2 separate regions of the Mus musculus genome follow, and region 2 is linked to region 1. The links are chromatin contacts, called in public promoter capture Hi-C maps. All regions are on one chromosome and are shown on one strand. The core of a region is the stretch at or near the end of the contact, and the rest is flanking DNA. Distances in the headings are between cores, read along the strand shown. Region 1 holds the start of 2700046G09Rik (RIKEN cDNA 2700046G09 gene). Region 2 holds the start of Ankrd22 (ankyrin repeat domain 22).

What was found. Promoter capture Hi-C pulls out the DNA fragments that hold promoters and counts their contacts.
Region 2: a contact with region 1 is called in a promoter capture Hi-C map of pre-B cells, with 3 times the contacts expected there. A contact is called at or near these places in 3 of 39 promoter capture datasets (hippocampal neurons, liver and pre-B cells).

What each region holds. Positions count from the first base shown.
Region 1 is chr19:32,387,755-32,391,735 of GRCm38.p6, reverse strand. It overlaps 2700046G09Rik (RIKEN cDNA 2700046G09 gene), which reads right to left and starts at 2,520. Exons shown (of 2, transcript NR_033198.1): 1 at 2,360-2,520; 2 at 552-2,031. It overlaps Sgms1 (sphingomyelin synthase 1), which reads left to right and starts at 3,224. Exons shown (of 10, transcript NM_144792.5): 1 at 3,224-3,516.
Region 2 is chr19:34,164,469-34,168,826 of GRCm38.p6, reverse strand. Ankrd22 (ankyrin repeat domain 22) reads left to right here and starts at 2,786. Exons shown (of 6, transcript NM_024204.6): 1 at 2,786-3,072. The coding sequence starts at 3,052.

The DNA.
Region 1 (3,981 bases), core at 1,271-3,770:
CAGTGCAGATTCTTCACAGATCTGTTCCTTAGGGCAAACACTTGGAAGGAGCCTTGTCATGGGCAGCTGGGTCCCCACTCACAGCACTGGCTTCAACTCAGGTTGTAGGTTGGCCAGATGTATTTAAAAGTCTGAGGAGGCCGTGAAGCCTTGCCCCTGCTGCTCAGGCTGTGTGGCCCGGGATTCTTCCACAGAGCCACATTTCCCTGCCTACCCACTGAAGCCCCTTGACCTTAGAGCATAGTGTGGGCTTTGACTACGTTCTAGTAAGTGGTGGTTGCCACTTACAGGTCAATGGGATAGAAGTGCGTTTTTCTCTTAGATTATTAATCGTTAGAAATGACCAACTTTGAAGTAGTCACTTTGGCGAGTGAAGTTTATGTCTCTGTACTTGTTTGTTGGTATTATTTTTAGCATGGCAGACACTGACTTGGGGATGACTCATTTTTACTGTTTCAACATTATCCATACTAGTCCACGTACTTGAGAAACCTAAACATTTTTAATGAATGTTTCTTATGATTTGGTAAGAAGTAGTGTTAGAATTCTCTTGTTTCTTAAAGTCATTTATTACTTCATATATGATGCTATGCCTGCCTGCATATATAGTGTAACTCTTGCATGCCTGGTGTTCTCTGCAGCCAGAGAAGGCATCAGATTCCAAAGAAGTAGAGTTTCAGATGGTTGTCAATGGCAAAGTGGGGTGCTGGGAATTGAACTAGGGTTCTCTTCAAGACCAGCAAGTACTCGTAACTGCTGAGCTACCTCTCCAGCCTCCTGTTAAGGTTCTTCATGGTTTAGTGGACTAGAAAAGGAACATTTCATCTTGATTATTATTATTTTTTGTACAGTGACTGACTTAAAAGTATGCCAACTCTGAAGCATCTCTTATGACCACGCCATTCAAGTTACTTTCAAGGCGAGGATTTCTCTCTAGATTACCATCCCTATATTTACTTAAAGCTCTGTTATGTATATTTTATGTGTGCCTTTTCTAAGAACCACTTTCTGAAATTGGAGTGAAATTTGGAGTATAAAATACTTGTATACTCTGCCCTTTTCATGTATTAGGAATACTCCTAAAACTTTCATAGAAAAATGTTTTCTTTTTCCTAAAAAACATTTCAAAGATACAGGGAGGGGGGAGGGGAAGAAAAACTAAACTAACTCTAATGCCTGGGACACACTTGTAACAAGTGTGTGTGGGGTGGGGAGGGAGAATTTTAAAGTCTGGATTCCATGACCTGCCAGGCAGCAGCTCGCTTGCTTTGACCTTGGTTACAGCAAATGCAAAGTAACACTGCAAAGAGCCAGCGGCTGTCCAGTACTTACTTCAAGACAGCAAGCCTCCTTTTTTTCCCTCTTAGGTGCAAACTGATGAAAATAACCAGCGGGGCTACTATAATCTCAGCCACTCCCTTGCTCTTGGTTGACACTCAAATAGAGCAGGTTAGTGGGTTGTCATTTAAAAGCAGTATGCGTCAGGCCACCCTTTCTTATCTCCCTGAGAAGTGCGATAGCATAGTGTCCTAAGGTGAAGAGGCCGGAGGTGCAGGAGAGGACAAGACCTTTAAGAGCTCACACAGGAGCAGACACATTTTAAATCCGATTTTTCACTGTATTTGGGGACAGAGGACGCTAAATTTTCAGCACCATACACGAAAAAGGGTCTCTACTGCTTAGGGAAAGCGGCCATCAGATTCACCTTGGGAGCTTGTTAACCAGGTTTCAGGACCGACCCCACTAGTGGCGTTTCTGATTCTGTAGGTTTAGGTGTGGTCGTGAATGTGTCGTTCTAACGAATTCTCGGGTAATGAGGATGCGGGCCCAGAGATTCCAGGACCCCAGGTGACACCATCACCATCCAAGCTAACCAGCAGCAGGAGAAAAGCATGGAGGAGAGCGACGGCTGTCCAAACATCTTTCGCCACCTTCATCCTCCGTCGCCGGGAATGGGTCAGAACAGGGAAGCAGCAGGAGGAGCGATGCCAGCGCCTTAGGAACGGGAACTCCTCTTCCCAACTTCCGCCCCTGGGGAAAAGCAGAAGCCATCAGCTCCAAGAGAGCGGCTCTCCAATTCTTAGCCGTTAGGTTCTGGCTCTGGAGACAGCCGGTCCTCCCGGTGTCACCGGCGTCGCAGTACCCTCGCTGTACCCCCGCTGTAGACTGGCGGACTGCATGCAGGTGAGGGCGGGGGCCTGTGCCTGGTGGGGAGGCAAATGGACTAGAGTCTGCCCGGATCCCGGACCCTTCTTCGTCTACGGCCCCGGAGAGCTGAAGATGGCTGCCCCGGAGCTCCGCGGACAGTCACGTGTCTCGCAGGCACGGCCGTTCCCCCCTCCCCGCCCCCAGACCAGACCCTGCAGGGTAGCGCGTCCCGGGCGACCCATGCCACGGTGGTACGAGCGGTCGGCCCAGAAGGCCGGAGCTACTGGAGGCTGCTGTCTCTGCCGCGAGATCACCGTCCTGGTACCGGGTTCCACTGCCCGAGCTGGAGATCTGCCGGCGACCCGCACCCCGTGGGGCCATTGGGCATGCGCAGTGCTCCGGCCCTGGTGCGGCGCTCTCCAGGTTTTCGCCGCAGCTCCGAGAGGCGGCGGGAGGTGGGGCCCGGACGGACTAGGGGGGAGGGCCCGGTTCTTCCCGAGAACTCCTGGGCCTTCACGCTGCCTGGGGCTGCGCGATTTAGGAAGCCTGCAGACCCCTGATTTGGGGGGGGGGGGGGGGGGGAGATGGTGGTTTTAAGGATTAGAGCTTCGGAAAAATGTCCCGAAGAGTTTGAGGTTCATCCATTTTAAATGATCAATCATAAGGGAGTCACAAGTGTCGCAGCTCTTGGGCTTGGTGGGAAAGAAAATGCCAGTGTAGTTCGCCAACAGCTGTCCCCGTAGGTAGTTTCACCAAGGCTGAGTTTGTGTCCCCAACCTTCTAGCCGCCTTTTGCCGCACAACTCTCGGGCTGGCTCCTAATAGGGCTTCTGATCCCGGAGGATGAAACCCACCATCTTTCTCTTCTCGTGGTTGGGGGGTGGTGGGGGCGAAAGGGAACCGCATCTCCAGTTCCCGTTTCTAGAAACAAAAAGGACTCCCCCCCCCCCCCGTCCCCACCCCCAGCACACCCCACGGCCAGCTGTCCTGCGGGACTCAGCTGGGTCCCTGGTCGAGCGTCCGCGGTCCCCGCCCCCTGGCCGCCGGGAACACCCGGAGGAACGGACTGGCGTCGCGCGGGAAGCCGACCCGGCTCCGCCGCGGACTGGGCATGCTCGGCAGCCCGAGGTTCCAAGTCAGAAGCCTTCTCGCCAGCTCGGCGGCGGCCGGAGCAGCGGCGGCGGGCTGCCGGCTGGACGGGAGCAGGGAGAGCCGGTTCGGGCGGGCTGCTCGTCCCGGGAGCCTGGCACGCGGACGGGAGAGCGGGATCGGGTGCAGAGTCCGCACGCCGCCCTGCCCCGGTTTCGTTCCGCGGCGCGGGGCTCGGCGCGTGGAAAGAATTCCGGCGGCTGCCACGACTCGCGTGCAAGTGAGTCGCGGGGCGGGGGTGGAGGGCCGGCCTCCGGGTCGCGAGCGGCTGGATCTGACCCGAGTCTCTCGGGCCAGGCCTGACCTCGGTTGACGGCGGGCGGGCAGCCGGGGCGAGGGGGCGTGAGCGCATACCGCGCGGTGTCGCGCGTACCTGGCGTGCGGTCCCCCGCGGCCGCTCGTGGGGGTGGGCGCGGGGGAGCGCTCTGGCGGCCGCGATCCCGGCTCCGAGGGGGCGGGCCGCCGGCGGGGCTCCCCCGCCAACTTGGGCGGGGAGGAAGGAGGAGGCGTCCGTGGGCACCTTTCCGAGGTGCTGCGTGCGGGCTGGAAGGCTGCCTGGTGTCACATTGAGGCGAGCGGACGGTAGCGGGGCCTGAGAGCCCGGGACTGAGGACCTTTCCAGGTGGAAGCCAGCCAGAGGTCCCGTAGTGCTTAGGGGTGGACCCCCAAAATCACAGCCCCACCC
Region 2 (4,358 bases), core at 1,537-4,036, 1.8 Mb before region 1:
ATCTTTTAGCATAAAGTGTTATGCTTAGTTTCAGAAACGGTCAAAATGTAAATTCAACTCAACATATCTGGTAGTTCAGTGGTTGAGATCCAGTGACCTAGAGTTAACTGCGTTTTACAAGTTGCAGTGGGGTCAATCGCCTTTTGATTTGCTGTCAAAGCTAATTCTTCATGGAAACAGTTGATTTTTTTTTTTTTTTTTACAGTTATAAACTGTATATGGTTCCTTTAAAACTACATGGCATCAACAAAGGCAGGAGACTCCAACGAGATGAATTGTGGTCTTCAGAGAAAACCACTTAAATAAAGCTTTACCGTTCGGGGTGGAAGGCTTGGCCAAGGAGCCAGCACCAGCCTTGGCAGTGGGGCGGGGAAAGGAAGAGCTCTTTCTTCACAAGTTAGCTGACAGAATCTACAAGGAGTTGTTACAGGATTACAAAAGATTTGCTTCAGAGAATGAATTTCCCAGTAGAGAAAGGGTGAATTTTTTTTCCCCCTAAGCTGATTGTAAGATGTTTAAATGTATTAGGAAATAAAGGAAAGCTACAAAGGGGCTAATACAGGGCTACAAAAGACTTGCTTCAGAGAGACTTCCCAGTGGGGAAGGGGTGAACAAGGTTGTTTACGAGTATTAAGAAACAAAAGAAATACAAAATCAAACCACAACGAACAGGAAGCAAGAAGTGGCTGCAACCTCAGCCAACATTGATGGCAGACATCTGTTTCCTTTATGACTCCTGGGAGTCAGGCTTCAGTGGCAACTTTGTAGCAGAGGTGTGTAATTCTTCTTAGGTCAACCATAAGAGTAACTCCAGGAGGCTACAAATAGAGCTTAGTGTTAGAGTGCTTGCCTCGGATCCACTGACCCTGCAGGAAGCCACAACAAAGCAAAAGCCCCCCCTCTTCAGGCTTCAGAATGGCCATCACTGGGGTCAAAGAGGTTTCCTGACTACTGACTACGAACCCATTGAACATTCTCAGATGACTGAAAACCATATCTACCAGCTTGAGATTATGACGCTCTCTGAAGCAGTACTTCTAAGAGAAAATGTGAATAACTTGGTAGTACTCAAAGCACAGACCGATTATTCACACTTAAGGGATCTGGCGTATTAACATGCTTGATCAGATAAACTGACAATTCCATTTTAGAGGTATAATACAGGAATTGATTTTAGAACCACTATTGGAGTAATTAAAACAATTTAGCAGTTTTCAAGTGTCATAAGCATATTATGCCAGAAATATAGGTGAACACCCTTGCATATTTTCATATCATCCTTTATTACTAATATAACAAATCCACAAGGTATAACAGCTTTACTGGAAGCAATCCGTGAAAAGTTCTTTTTTCCATGTGACAAGCACAAATTGGAGTAATCTTAATTATTAATATCCTCAGATCACACATGATATGTCACATATATGATATGTGTATATGTAGTTTACAGAATGACTATGGATAGTTTAAAAGGCTGTTCAATGAGTTAGAAGTTTGAAAACTGCCATCAGATAGTCTATACAGGAAGACCCTGTGGTGGTGGTAGATATAGGCTATAGGGTTGGAGTAGAGCTTCAGAGATGAGACATGGGACCTAGGCCACAGAGTCGGGAGAGCAAAAGGTAGGAGTAGGCCCACACTAATGATAGGGAGATGAGTGGATAGAAATTTGCTGTTGTCTGCATCAATAATAAGGAGTGAGCTAAGGTGATGTCCTGGGGACAATCAAGAGTTCTGTTTCCATTGGTCTCTTCATAAACAGGGCAGGAGGTCAGATGGATGCTCTTTGAGGCATCACCATCCATCCAGGTGAGAGTGTAGCATCCATTCCTCAGTTTGGAGTGTCTGCTAAGTCCCCAACCTACTCCTCCGATCATGATCATAATATGCCCATGTGTTTCTGCGATCCCAGTTCACAGCGACCAATGTGCCTTTCCTCCTTTAAGGAGTAAACTACTTTTCAGTTAGGGCCTCTCAGGTCATGTCAGACAGCTGCTGTTGCTCCTGTGTCCAGCAAGATGAACAGTCATCCGCCATTCTCACAATGGAGTCAAATGTTGCTTGTAAACTGAAATCTGTCAGGGCAAGGCACGGTCTGAATAAAACAAGTGTCACACAACACAAAAGAACTTTGAGCAGGGTTTCAGCTGTTCCCTACAGCACCACGATAAGAGATTATAGTAGCGATGACTGCAGGCACAGAAGGTGCTAGTGGCAGCGGAGGAGGCTGAGTCACAGGTACCACAACAGATATAGCAGGAGTCAGGCCTGGTGCTCCACAGCACCTCAGAGTGATCTACTTTGCATCTTTTTTACTTATAAAAAAAGTATGAGAGAGGACTTTGAAGGTTCTCAGAAGAATGACATTAAAACATATAGAAATGCTAATTACTCTCACTTGACCATTATATATAATACTTTTTGAATTATCATATAATACTGAATACATGTGTATAATTACCACACATCAATTAAAATAATTAAAAAAACTATTAAGTTAAGTTTAATTTATTAACTTACAGGGCCCTTTAAGTGTCTGGGGGAAAGGTGTAACTTGCTAGCCATGACTTTAAGGATTATTTACCTAACTAGATCCCGTGACTCTCACTAATGAGTTGGCTGACTATGATGGCCACTGAATGCTGGATTTCAATTCAGAAATTGCGTAAGTACAGAGTCCTGTTTTGAACTCTTCCTGCTGGCCTAAGAAGTTCCTCCTCCCAGCACCCCACCTGTGCTTCCTTTTTTACTGCCGCCTCCACTGGCAGAGGTACATGACTCAGAAACCGGTTCCCCTGGCTGTAACAGTGATACAGCTGGGATCATTACCTGTAAGCCAATGCCTTCTCTTCATAGCCTGTCTCTCTACAAGGTGTGTTGCTGTCACAGACTGCTGAAAAGGCATTCCCAGGTGTGGAAAGAGAGGGCTCGCCACCAGCTTGGACTTCCAGGGACCTTATTTTCCTGGAAGAAATTTAATATTAATTAGAAACGCCTCTAGAAGATTCACTACTGCATTGTAGAGAGGGTGCGAATCCAGGAAGGACCGGGATGGGAATCCTATATTCTGAGGTAAGTCATAATTCTGAACATAGGAGTCCGAAGGGGCTAAAAATTTCTTTTGTTTTTCCACGATTAATTGTCTATCCCTGTTATCATGACTTATTTTCAATTCTATTTAGTGTTCCTTGTGAGTATTAAGTCAGGAAAGATCTCTTGTGATCCTAAGATATTTAGGGTTTATTTTTTGTTTTGCTTTGTTTGTTTTGGTATCTTAACACAAGTTAGACTGAAATAATAAGTTTTAGCTAGACTCAAGTTGAGAGTGATGGGATACATATTTTCTGACATCCTAATTGCAGAGGTGATACCGAAAAACGGGGCTGTAGCTATATTGTGTCTCAGTGAAATACACGAGGGCAAGAGAAACTCATACCTAATTGGATTTTCTAAAAAGCCAAATGATTGGCAAGCTTTTCATGGAACCCATGACTACAACAACACCTTGAAGCTTATTATGTGGAAGGAAGTTCACCTTTGGCAATTATTAATATAGGTTATCACCGTATAGACACAATGACAGGAAGTACCGCTTTGATATCTGGACTATTTCCTCTTGATAGCTGTCAGGACATTTTTCTACATTGAACATAGCTTACTACAATCAAATACATTTTCAATGTTTCAAAGGGTGATGTTTGAATAAGAGTATCAGAGGCACAGTAATGTTGTTGTGGTAGTGGTTCTTCTTCTTCTTCTTCTTCTTCTTCTTCTTCTTCTTCTTCTTCTTCTTCTTCTTCTTCTCCTTCTTCTCCTTCTCCTTCTCCTTCTCCTTCTCCTTCTCCTTCTCCTTCTCCTTCTCCTTCTTCTTCTTCTTCTTCTTCTTCTCCTCTCATTATTATTATTATCATTATTATTATTCATAACTTACTCCTTGTCTGACATAATTAACTTGCTAATCAGCATTCCATTCTCTAAGCTCAAGGGAGCCTCATTGATTTGGATCTGCTAGCATGAAAGGTGGTTGTTTGGTGCCTGCTTCCAATGAACATGTGCAAGCATGAATTTGCGACTGTGTGCACTTAAGTGTGTGAGTGCCTTTACTAAAGGCATTGTCTGCTTATTTCACCGTCCTGGGAATATCTTGCTCTGTGATTTTGATCTCACCAAGAAGTCACGTACATATGAGGATGTTAAAAGATATAATGTGAATTAACATTCTACTCTGGTAAATTTTCTAAGTGTCAGGGAGAGAAAATCATTCATAGTGAATTCTCTAGGACACTCACTCCAGAGTTCTGACTCACCTCATGTAGGGTCCACAAAACTAGTTTTGACAAGAATTCCAGCCATAACCT